3 separate regions of the Sus scrofa genome follow, and all the other regions are linked to region 1. Evidence: chromatin contacts called from public HiChIP or PLAC-seq data. All regions are on one chromosome and are shown on one strand. The core of a region is the stretch at or near the end of the contact, and the rest is flanking DNA. Distances in the headings are between cores, read along the strand shown. Region 1 holds the start of POLD3 (polymerase (DNA-directed), delta 3, accessory subunit). Region 2 holds the start of RNF169 (E3 ubiquitin-protein ligase RNF169). Region 3 holds the start of PGM2L1 (glucose 1,6-bisphosphate synthase).

Region 1 (3,753 bases), core at 813-3,312:
CAAATCTAGGTATTTTTCTTGATTACTGTCTCTCTATACTCCACACATCTAATTCATTAGCAGGTTTTGCTGACTCAAAGCAAACCCAAGTCACTTAGGTTTTTTTGTTTGTTTGTTTTGCTTCTTAGGGCCACACCCTCAGCATATGGAAGTTTCCAGGCTAGGAGTTGAGCTGTGATGTAGGTCACAGATGCAGATGGGATCCCCTGTTGCTGAGGCTGTGGTGTAGGCCAGTAGCTATAGCTCCGATTTGACCCCTAGCCTGGGAACCCCCAGATGCCCTGGGTGTGGCCCTGACAAGCAAAAAAAAAAAAAAAAAAAAAAAGTCACTTAGTTCTTAATTTCCAATACATATCCTTTTTTTTTTTTTTTTTTGGCATTTCTGCCATTTCTAGGGCCGCTCCCGCAGCATATGGAGGTTCCCAGGTAGGGGTCTAATCAGAGCTGTAGCCACCAGCCTACGCCACAGCCACACCACATCTGCAACCTACACCACAGCTCACGGCAACGCCAGGTCCTTAACCCACTGAGCAAAGCCAGGGATCGAACCCGCAACCTCATAGTTCCTAGTTGGATTCATTAACCACTGCACCATGACGGGAACTCCATATGTACCCTATTTTAAGGCTCTACTATCCCTCACTTAAAAATCTCCAAGAGGAGTTCTTGTCGTGGCGCAGTGGTTAACGAATCCGACTAGGAACCATGAGGTTGCGGGTTCGGTCCCTGCCCTTGCTCAGTGGGTTAACGATCCGGCGTTGCCGTGAGCTGTGGTGTAGGTTGCAGACGCGGCTCGGATCCCGAGTTGCTGTGGCTGTGGTGTAGGCCGGTGGCTACAGCTCTGATTGGACCCCTAGCCTGGGAACCTCCATGTGCCGTGGGAGCAGCCCAAAGAAACAGCAAAAAGACAAAAAAAAGAAAAAAAAAAGAAAAATAGACAATGGATTTCCATGTAGTCTAAATGACTGAGACAAGAGGAGAGGTACAGAATTAATGCAAGTGCTATAATGGAAGAGCAAAGAAAATAGCCAAAAAAAAAAAAAAAAAAATCTCCAAGAAAATGGAAGCTACTTGTGAACAGGCTCTGTGTAATACTGATCACAGCTGTATCTCCAGTACCCCAGCACCCAGAACAATGCCTGGCCCTTAGTGGGCTTTGGCTGACTTTACCTTGAATAAATGCATGTTGCAACCAACATTTGAAGAGGGTGCTATTACTATTTCCATCTTAGAGATAGGAAACAGGCTTGCAGTGGTTAAATAACTTACCTAAGTCCACACAACAAATATCAAAACCAAGATTCAAAGCCCAGGTCTAACTCTAGAGCCTGCTCCATTATCCATTAGGCTGCCCTACTGAAATTCACTGGCTTATGCTGAAGGGTATTTTAGCTGATGTTAGGAGACATTTTAGTTGGAATTCCCCAATTTGAAAACTTCTTGAGAATAAAGTTCACGTGTCCCCTCACACAACTTGGAAGGCACAGCATCCTTTGGATTCTTCTGTCTCATCTCTCATTGCCCTCTCCCAGCATTCCAGCCATAATGAAATTCCTTCTCTTCCCAGCAAACACTCCCCTCTCTCATCCCCTCTGGAAAACCTTCCCTAATTTCTCCATTCTGAGATTCTAACAGGCAGTACTTTATCACAGCTGGGAGGACTTTACTAAAATACTTGTTTATTTCTGTCTTTATTGTTCACTGCTGTGTCCCAGTGCCTAAGTGCCTGGAATAGATGGGGTACTTAATACTTGTTGAATACACGCATGCAAGGGCAAGGATTATTTTATCAGTTTACAAGTGGAAAGACTGCGGCTCCTACAGGTGAGCTATTTTGCCCTGAGTTGCTCACCGAGCGGCAGAGCTGAGAGTAGAAACCAAGGTTCTACAGACAGCGCCTGCAGGGCACGCCCGCACCCCGGCTCCTCACTTCCGTTCGCTCCTATTAGCCCCGCCTACTTCAGCCAGCGCCGTCTCCGAGCCTCGTTTGACCCTCGGCGGCCGCCGTAGCGCGTCGCTTCCGTTGCCGTGGGAAACGACCCGGGACGTGGGGGGCTAAAGAGACGTTTCCCGCCGGCGGGAGCCGCGGTTGTGGCGGCGCGGGGGAGCTCCGAGGCGGCGGGGCCCGGCACGGCGGCACCATGGCGGACCAGTTTTATCTGGAAAATATAGACGAGTTCGTCACGGACCAGAACAAAATCGTGAGGACTTCGGGCTGGGGGATGCGGGCGCGCGACTGGGGTCCTGGGCCCGGTGAGGCCGGCGGGGGCCTTGACCCCTGTGCGTGTGGCCGGGTGGGGACTGGCCGAGGGGGTCTCGTCCCCGTGCCTAGTGTCCCAGAGCGAGCGAGGCCTCGCCGGGGAGGAGCTCTCCTTGTCGCGCGAACCCGCGTCCCTGGGGTGGGCGTGCTGGGCTCTGCGCCCCGACCACGCGCCGCGGGGGTCAGGCGCGGAGGGAGGAGCGTTCATTGATAGCGTTTCTCAGGTCTCTCTACACCTGTCTGACAAGTTTGAAGTCCTAAGTTACCCTTGAGGAAATTTGTGTCTTAGCCGGGTTAAGTGATAAGTTGTGCAAACCCTCCGACCGTCCGTTGTTTTCCTCTTCCCGGAAGTTTGGTGTTGATAGAGGTTTGACCTGCCTCGCAGGGTTAGAGTCAAGATTCAAGTGAGACGATGAATGTGAGTGCGTTTCGCAAATCGGGAAGATTGAGGGCTTGCTGTGAGCTTGGATACACATGACTGCGTTTAATCTTTACAGCGACCCGCTAGAAGTCGGTGGAAGTATCCCTACAAAAGGCAGTTGAAGCAGAGGGACCAGATAATGTCTTTGCTTGCGGTTAGTAAGGGATAATCAGTTTTCCAGCCTAGATTTGTCTCTTGCTAGTGATTTCCTCCACATCACACCGCTTTTGCCTAACCTTTGTAAGTTTTCTGATTGTTGGAAACTCGACAGGTTGGGAGGAAGTGGCAAATGACAGGAGAGGTCAAGGAGGGATGGCAGGGGGAACAAAGCTTGATGCCAGTTGTTCCCAATCTCACCCCTGATACACTATTCAACCACTTCACTCATTACCTGACCCGGCACCACCTGTGGGCGCTCTAATGTTTGTATGGCTGCACCTTTCCTCAGAAGTTGGAGTCATACAGTCCAGAGTAACCTGGCTTCCGGTTGAGTTTGAAGATAGTTTCTGGTGGTGGCCCAAAAAAAGGCAGAATGTGGGGGGGGGCTTAGTAAAACAAGGAGTGTGAGGAAAGTAAGAGCTTTTCCTATGTATATTCAGGCTTTCTTTTTAGACTCTTTTGCATGAATTGATCTGCGATACAAACTTCTTAGTATCTGCAAGATAAATACCGTGATCCTCCCTGCCCAGACGGACAGCTCTTGGCAAAACTGGGGTGGCATCTAATGTAATTTATAATGCATTATCATCTGAGAGTAAGAATCTTGAGGAGCCCTTGGGACTGACCCTCACTCTGGAGTCATCATAAAACATTTAAAAAATTTCTTCTTCTTGCAGGTGACATACAAATGGCTGAGCTATACACTAGGAGTTCATGTTAATCAGGCCAAACAGTAAGTACAATTTATTTATTTATTTATTTTCGGTCTTTTTGTCCTTTAGGGCTGCTCCCGCAGCATATGGAGGTTCCCAGGCTAGGGTCTAATCAGATCTGTAGCCACCGGCCTACGCCAGAGCCACAGCAACTCGGGATCCGAGCCACGTCTGTGACCTACACCACAGCTCACGGCAAC
Region 2 (3,753 bases), core at 401-2,900, 160 kb after region 1:
CTGAGGCCATGCTTCTGTGTTTGGCAGGATGCTGATGGTCTGGGCCTCTGTGCACACAAGCTCTTGCTTCAATTACTCATTGACCTTCTTCTGTTCTTGACCGTGCTGTAGCCATCTGGTTCTCATTTTGGGAATCCACGTCTTTTCTCTGCTCTCTGACTCCCACCAATCACTCTGCCTTGGACTGGTTTACTATCAGCTCAGGCACTGTTTCCAGGCAATCTCGTGGAAACCCAGGGTCTCTGATGCCTTCCATTACATGATGCTGGTTTTTTTTTTTTTTTTTTAATTTCTCTCTCCTTACAAAACTTGTGCATTCCCATAAAGATTCCCAACAGGAAATGCCATTTCTTTAATGCCTTCCTGCTCCAAATGTACTTTATTGAGGGGAAAAAAAAAAAAAAAGCAAAGAGTGGGAGAATTGCTGTAGCAAACCCATGTCTCTATCAGAGAGAAGCCATTGCTTCTCCCATACCCTCTGTGTCCCAAGAGCGGGCTGGCACCAAAGTCTGAGCACCTCACTCGGTGACTCAGCCAAGAAGGAATGGCATGGTCAGAGCTGTCCTTTAGGAAGCGACTCTGAGACCTCTGAAGGATGGATTGGAGGAAGAGTCTGTGGGCTGGGAGACAATTCATAGAAGCCGCTGCAATAATCTAGGTAAAAGATGATGACACGTGAATTGGGCAGTGGGAATGGGATGAAGAGGAGGGGAGGGGTGGGAAAAGGGTCATTTTGGTGGGAGAACTGGCAGGACTAGGAAACCGACAGATGTGGGGGATGAGGCAGAAGTAAAGATTACCAGGTTTGGCGCTTGAGGAAGTGGGAAAATAGTGCCTTGAATAGAATGAGGGAAATAAGAAGAGCTGTTTGGAAAGGAGGGTGGGAGACAGTGACTTGAGCACGTGAGGGATGCAGGCATCCAAGATGATGTTTCCCTCAGGCAGTTGACTATGCAGGGCTGGGCTGCAGATACCCATTCAGGAGTTTCAGCTGGAAGAAAACGGGGGTACGGAGGGGGCGGGGGCCGTGGGGATGGGCACTGCACGGAAAGGAGTAAGGAGAGGACTGAGGCCAGAGCCTCGAGTAATACCCACACTGAAGCCGAGAACAAGGGAGAGGGCTCAAGAGCGGAATCGAAGAGCTGAGACGGTGGGGGTAAAACCAGGAAAGTGTGGTTTCGCAAACCAAGGGAGGGAAGTTTCAGGAAGGGATGTGGAGAGAGAGGGTATGCAGAGATGAGGACTGACAAGAAGCTGTTATTTTTGGCAGTTAGTTGCTGGTCCCAACAGCTACCGCCCATCAAATGAAGCACGGAGGCAGGGTTCTGGATAATTCACATAATCCCCACTCACGTCAGCCCGTTATCAGAGTATTGCAGGGTAAACAAGTGTCATTGCTTCAGAAGGTTTAATGTTGTTCAGCGTTTACACATAAATTCCTCAGTTCTCAACTTATTTTGGTTCAATAAGAGGAAATTGCCAAAGACTGGAAAGCGAGGCTGAAGACAGGAGAGAGGAAGGATAACTAATAAATATTAACGCGACTTCACCTCCCGCCAACCCGGTCCCGGGCGGGCCTCCTCTGGAGCCCCGCCCCTCATGAATATGTATATGGCGCTGCCCGCCGCGCACGGCCCCGCCCTCTACTCTTCTCCCTCGCAACGGACTCTGCCTTCAAACGGGAAACAAGATGGCGGCGGCAGGTCCGAGTACTCGGGCCTCTTCCGCGGCGGCAGCGGCCGCTCTGAGTCGGCGGGGTCGGCGGGGCCGCTGTGACGAGATGGCGGCAGCCAAGACAGGAACCCCAGGCCCGGCCTCCGGCCCCGCGCTGCTGGTGCTGCCGCCGCCGTTGCTGCAGCCGCCGCTACCGCCGCGGCCGGAGGAGTCGGGCTGCGCCGGGTGCCTGGAGACCTCGGGGGAAGCGGCGGCTCTGCCCTGCGGCCACTCGCTGTGCCGAGGCTGCGCCCAGCGCGCCGCCGACGCGGCGGGCCCCGGCTGCCCGCGCTGCCGCGCCCGCGGCCCGGGCTGGGCCTGCCGTCGGGCCCGCGACGACGAGCAGGCCGACGCCGAGGTGCTGGGCGAGCGCGCCCGCCGCGGCCCACCGGAGCGCTGCCGCCCGCGTCGGGACGGGGGCGCGGCCGTCGCGGGGCCCAGGCCGGAGCAGGAGCCGCGCGCCGCGCCCGCGGAGCCAGGTGGAGCCTCCCCTCCTCCCCTTGGGGTCCGGAGCGAGGCCGCGGCGCCCCGGCCCGGCCTGGTTAGCGGGTGGCGGGTCCCAGGCCCTGCTCGAGCGGGCGTGGAGAGGTCTCGAGGGGTTGCAACCGGGCGCTGCCCAGGTGCGGTCTGTTTGGATGAATTTTGAACTTCGCAGCGAAGTACGGGCAGGATTTGGAGGGGCGGTGAGGGGATCCCGCGCTTTACGTAAGTCGGAAGTTTGGAGGGAACCGGAGCCTTCTTGGAACAAGTTAGGGCCAGGTTGGATTTGGCGAGTGGAACGGGGTACCGAACTTGGCAGGGGCCGTGGAGAATCAGAGAAATGCTTGCTTGGTTTAGTGTTTGGTGAGGAGCTTGGCGTGGCATTGCTTGTAAGGATGCGACTCCTGATCCTGAATGGGTCAGTGAGAAGTGTGGAGTGTCCGGAGTTTAGGGGACCGGTCGATTTTGAGGATGTGAAGGGAGCTTTTCAGACTCGAGGGGAGAGTGGGTTGCGAGAATGAGCTCACATGTGCAGTTTGCACAGAATCTTGAAAAATGCATGCTTAGCACAGAGCCTGGCACCGAGCAGAAACGATACATGATGGCATTTATAATAACACTAATAATCTCTAGTAGAGCTCTTCAAGAAAAAGGTGGTTGGGGGTTAAAAGTTTTGCAAATGGAGGTTGGTTGGCGGGGGCTGTCTCCATGGCAGCGTAGGTTTCCGGTTATTATCCTGGCAATTCAAAGTTTGTAGTAGGACTGTTGCTTTCGACTTCTTTGCCTTTCTTGCCCCACCCCCGCCAGCAGCCTGCCACTCTTCGGTGCTGAGCTTGACATAGCAAGTGCCCTGTTTAAAACACAAAACAAATCAGTGTTATAACTCGGGACTCTCTGAGACACACCTAGTCAACATAACAGCTAGAGTTCTTTGATAAAAGCTTGCCTAGGAAGAGATTTTCAAGAAACATAATCAGGAAAGGCCAGATACTTGTACCTTTGTGGTGAGAGTTCTGCCATGGGTTATTTTCAGTAGCGAAAAGGAGGCATCGCTTGTGTATGAACGTGCACTTCCCTAGAAACTGCAGGTTCCAGGATGCAGTCTCTTTTGATTCGAGCAATCAGACCCCTGCCACTGTCCTAGGATACTTTACTTTTATTTGTGTCTTATTGTCTTTGGTCCTTATTATGTCTTTTAAGTTTCATAACAGCCTTATGAGATAAGTATTTTTTGTTTCCATTTTACAGATGGAACTGAGGCCAAGAGAGGTTAAGTAACTTGCCCAAGGATGAAAACCCATTTTCATCTGATTCTTGCTCAGATCAGGGATGAAGGCCTCCACAGGCGTCATCTAATTGGTAGATGCCATGTGATGATCTCATATGCTATTTAATTTGCTTCAAATTCCGAGATTATGGTCAGAAAATAAGAGTATTTCTCCGGTCCCCCTGCTAGTGCTGTTGACTGTGTGGTCCAGGAGGACAGACATTTCTGTTTTTATTTCCCAAGCCTGGACCTCCCTGTGACATGGCAGTTCTGAGATTTGAACTAGGAGAGGG
Region 3 (3,753 bases), core at 670-3,169, 140 kb before region 1:
ACTGAAAAAAATATATATATAATGAGATGCTAGTTCTCTCATTTGGTATCTCAATCAAAACACTCTAGGTTCTTGCTACTTCCTCAAAGTGTGGTCCACAGACCAGAAGCATTAGTATCACTTGGGAGTTCATTGTGAAGTAGAATCTCAGGCCCCACCCCAAGCCTCTTAAATCACAATCTGCATTTCAAGATTCAGGGGATCTGTAAGTACTTCAAAGTTTGAGAAGCACTGGTTTAGACTCCAGAGGAAGAATCAGAATGTCCAAGACATATATATATATCCCAGGCATAGTAAATAACTCGTAATTGCTTATTTGTTGGTCTTCCTTATCTTCTGACTGAAGGCTGTTGAGGGCAGGAACCAACCCTTTCTAGCTTCCTCAACAATAGCATACCCTGGACCTAAAGGCCCCCGCACATTACCCACTGCTCAACAGATATTTTTTGCTGAATCCATGAATTACTCAACAAAGTGAAAATAAAACTTTTTCAGAAAGCTAATAATCCTTTATGAGACTGAATAACAATTTCACATATTACCGTACCAATTCTTTCATTCAGTATCAGTAACTCCATTTAAACATATTGTCCTCTCTACATGAGCGAATGCATTTAGACTTTCACAAAGCAAAAGCCTGGATCATCTTCCTCTGGTTGGAGCCACCAGGGGCCTCTTTTCAAGCGAGCTAGCTCTATTTTAATTCTAGCTCTCACATATCCATCCCATATGCCCGCACAAGAGGAAATCGCCGCAACAATTTGGAGGAGTGGGAGGAATGGGGAGGGAGTCGGTAAAGCAAAAACAATTCTGTGTCAGAAACATCACATGAAACCTGGAAAACGATTTCTGGAACAGGATACTTCCAGAAAACAACTCCTGGCCGAGAAAGAAAGAGAACCTCTACCTTTCTCAAAAGCAAAAGGTGATATTAGAGAATATACCAGGGAGTGATAAAAGACCGGCGATTACCTAGCGACGAAAGGTGGAAACACACCGGACCAGGACTAAAGCGGATAGCGGTTAGAAACGTCCAAGAAGGGTGCGGGGGGAAACGGGGAGGGGGGGGCGAAACCCAACAAAACCACTTTCAGATTTGTTAAATAGGAAGTCAAGGGAGAAGAAAGGGAAAAGGAAATAGCTCCAGTAAGGGTAGAGCTTATGATGATGATGATGATGTTATACTATTATTATTTTTTGAGAGAGATGACATACACCTGGGGGGGGGGGGCGGAGGAGGAAGGGAGGTTGCAATTTCGCTCACTGCAAAAGGAAGCGACTACAGGCGTTCCTTCTCAGCTTAAATGGTCCCAGGAGGCAGCCCAAGCATAGGTGCGTGGTAACGCCCGACTCCGCTGACCCCCGCCCGGCGGCGGGAGCCGTCTCCCCCACAGCCCGCCGGGCAGCGGGTGGGGACGCGAAAGGGCGTACAGTGTAAGGGGTGGGGGGCGGGAGGAGAGGGCGGATGCCGAGCCGACCAGGTACCCACCTTATCCCAACGCAGCCACTGCCCGATGGCCGTGTCTAGCTGAGGGTCCCCGGTGTGGTAGGGGGTGTGGAGCAGGTTGGAGTTCAGGTCTCCCTCTGCGTTTTCAGCCATGGCAGCCTGACGGGGGTGCGGGCCTAGGGGACCCGCGCAGACACCGAACTGGAAGGGCTTGACGTACGCTCACCAGGGTCGCGACGCCCCCTCCTCACTGAAGGGCATTGGAGACCAGCCGCAGGATGTTTGTGCCAGCTCCTGCGCAGCTTCGGGGAAGCACGAGAGGGGGCGCGCGGCCGCCCGCTCCCCACTAGACCAGCTCCCGGTCTCTCTGGGCGAACGGACCGAGGCGGTCCCGCCGCGAGAGAACAACAGTCCCAGATGTCTGGGTTGTGGCCGCCGCCGCCAGCAGCGCTCGCCGCCTTAGGCCCCGCCCCACCCGCGCCGCCGGCCCCGCCCCTTCCCGCCCCTGCAGATTTAAGCCCCCGGGGCACCGGGCGGTGGGAGGCGCTGGCCGGGAAGCGACGCCTTCCTAGCCCCACGAGTTAGGGCCCGCCAGGTGGTGAGGAACGATTTTTAGTTTTTAATTTGCCTTTTTCCATGTGCTTTGTCCTTGTTACGATCCCCGCAGACTCCCATGCGTCTCCTTTTCTGGCTCAGCCACCGAGGGGCGCCCCAGGGCTCCCGTGTGAGCCCGCAGGGCGCGCGAAGGCCCCCTCCCGTTTAGTCTCAAGGCTCGCGCTGGCGGGAGGGTGCGCCCGGCTGTCTCCGCACGGCCTCACGGGAGTTGTAGTTCTTTTCTTTCCCAGCGGTGTGTTGAGACTGCGGCAAAGACTACGCCTCCCAGCAACTCCATGCCCTGCGTTTTCTCAAAGGATAAAAGACCTCTAGGCTGGTCCCTGCGGGCACACCCTGTCGGTTTAGGAACCTTCACGTTGTGGCCCCGGGCTTCAATTAAATTAAACAAGACAGGTACAGTAAGGGAGTGTGCTTTACAATTTACGAATCGCGACCTGTGGTTTCACCCATCCTGTGACAGAGTAAATTAGACGTGATCCATCCCCATTTTACACACAAAGAGGAAACTGCCTCTGAGTGAACCCGACCTTCTCAAAGAGACGGAATTCCTAAGTGCCTGGACGAGGGTTCCAACCTCGTTTCAGATCTCAGCTGGCACTTCTTTTTGCTCTGCTGCTACAGTGGACTGGGAGGTAGGGAGAACAAGATGACTGGAGGGGAAAAAGACAAGTTGTGAAAGACGAAAGATGTGTTAGCATTTAATTAAGCATGAGTAAGAATGTGTGAGCATCTTAACAGAGTGCAAAGAGGAATAGGAATACAGAGGGAGAGGAAAGATGATTGCAATCTTAAATTTCACCTTATTTTGGCCTCCTCTCTTCGCAAGACGAAGTGTGGGAGATGCTAAGTGCTTACCTGACATGGTGCTTAGTCAGACACAGCTGTTACTGAGTTTCTTGATGTAACCTTCTTACAATAGCTCGATACTTTAACCAAGTACCTTACAACTCTTTCGCTGGTGGACGTTTTTGTAAGGAGGGTATAATAATATTTACACCTTTGGAGTTCCTGTCGTGGTTTCAGTGGTTAGCGAATCCGATTAGGAACCATGAGGTTGCGGGTTCCATCCCTGCCCTTGCTCAGTGGGTTAAGGATCCGGGGTTGCCGTGAGCTGTGGTGTAGCTCGCAGATGCGGCTCGGATCCCGCGTTGCTGCGGCTCTGGTGTAGGCGGGAGGCTACAGCTCTAATTGGACCCCTATCCTGGGAACTTCCACATGCCGCCGGTGCGGCCCTAGAAAAGACAAAAAGACCAAAATAATAATATTTACACCTTGGCTACAGCAACTTAATAAATGGCTTTAAAATGCTTTGAGGTTCACAGATAAAAGAAATAATAAATTCAAAATATTCCTTTCGTTCCTCTAAAAGTGCCATTTACCATAATGAAATTCAAACTACCGAGCTACAAATGGATTGTAGCACCAATTCCTGGAATATAATATGCTGTAGTTGGGAATTACAGTTTTTGCTAATCAGTTGAGTGTTTCCTTTACGGAGTCAGCAGGTTCTTTTAATCACACAAGGCCTGGGAAATAACCACGTGTCCTGGGGAGAAATTCACCCTTTGCTCTCATCATTGTTATTGTCCATCATGAATGTCTGTTAAACACATATGTTCTCTACACCGAGTATTATGCCAGGAGCCGAGGCTATAAGAAACTATAAAACATAATTACTCATTTTTAAAAAT

What was found. HiChIP or PLAC-seq counts read pairs in DNA pulled down with a chosen protein or histone mark.
Region 2: a contact with region 1 is called in an H3K27ac HiChIP or PLAC-seq map of alveolar macrophages. The contact joins the promoter of RNF169 here to the promoter of POLD3 in region 1. A contact is called at or near these places in 1 of 47 Hi-C or Micro-C datasets (mesenteric adipose tissue) and 1 of 2 datasets of contacts at active chromatin or transcription factors (alveolar macrophages).
Region 3: an H3K27ac HiChIP or PLAC-seq map of alveolar macrophages shows a contact between it and region 1. The contact joins the promoter of PGM2L1 here to the promoter of POLD3 in region 1. A contact is called at or near these places in 1 of 5 promoter capture datasets (liver), 2 of 47 Hi-C or Micro-C datasets (liver and skeletal muscle) and 1 of 2 datasets of contacts at active chromatin or transcription factors (alveolar macrophages).

The regions. Positions count from the first base shown.
Region 1 is chr9:8,904,429-8,908,181 of Sscrofa11.1, forward strand. POLD3 (polymerase (DNA-directed), delta 3, accessory subunit) reads left to right here and starts at 2,063. Exons shown (of 14, transcript NM_001244235.1): 1 at 2,063-2,201; 2 at 3,518-3,573. The coding sequence starts at 2,142.
Region 2 is chr9:9,068,126-9,071,878 of Sscrofa11.1, forward strand. RNF169 (E3 ubiquitin-protein ligase RNF169) reads left to right here and starts at 1,651. Exons shown (of 8, transcript XM_021062509.1): 1 at 1,651-2,192. The coding sequence starts at 1,691.
Region 3 is chr9:8,759,802-8,763,554 of Sscrofa11.1, forward strand. PGM2L1 (glucose 1,6-bisphosphate synthase) reads right to left here and starts at 1,920. Exons shown (of 14, transcript XM_003129639.5): 1 at 1,490-1,920. The coding sequence starts at 1,600.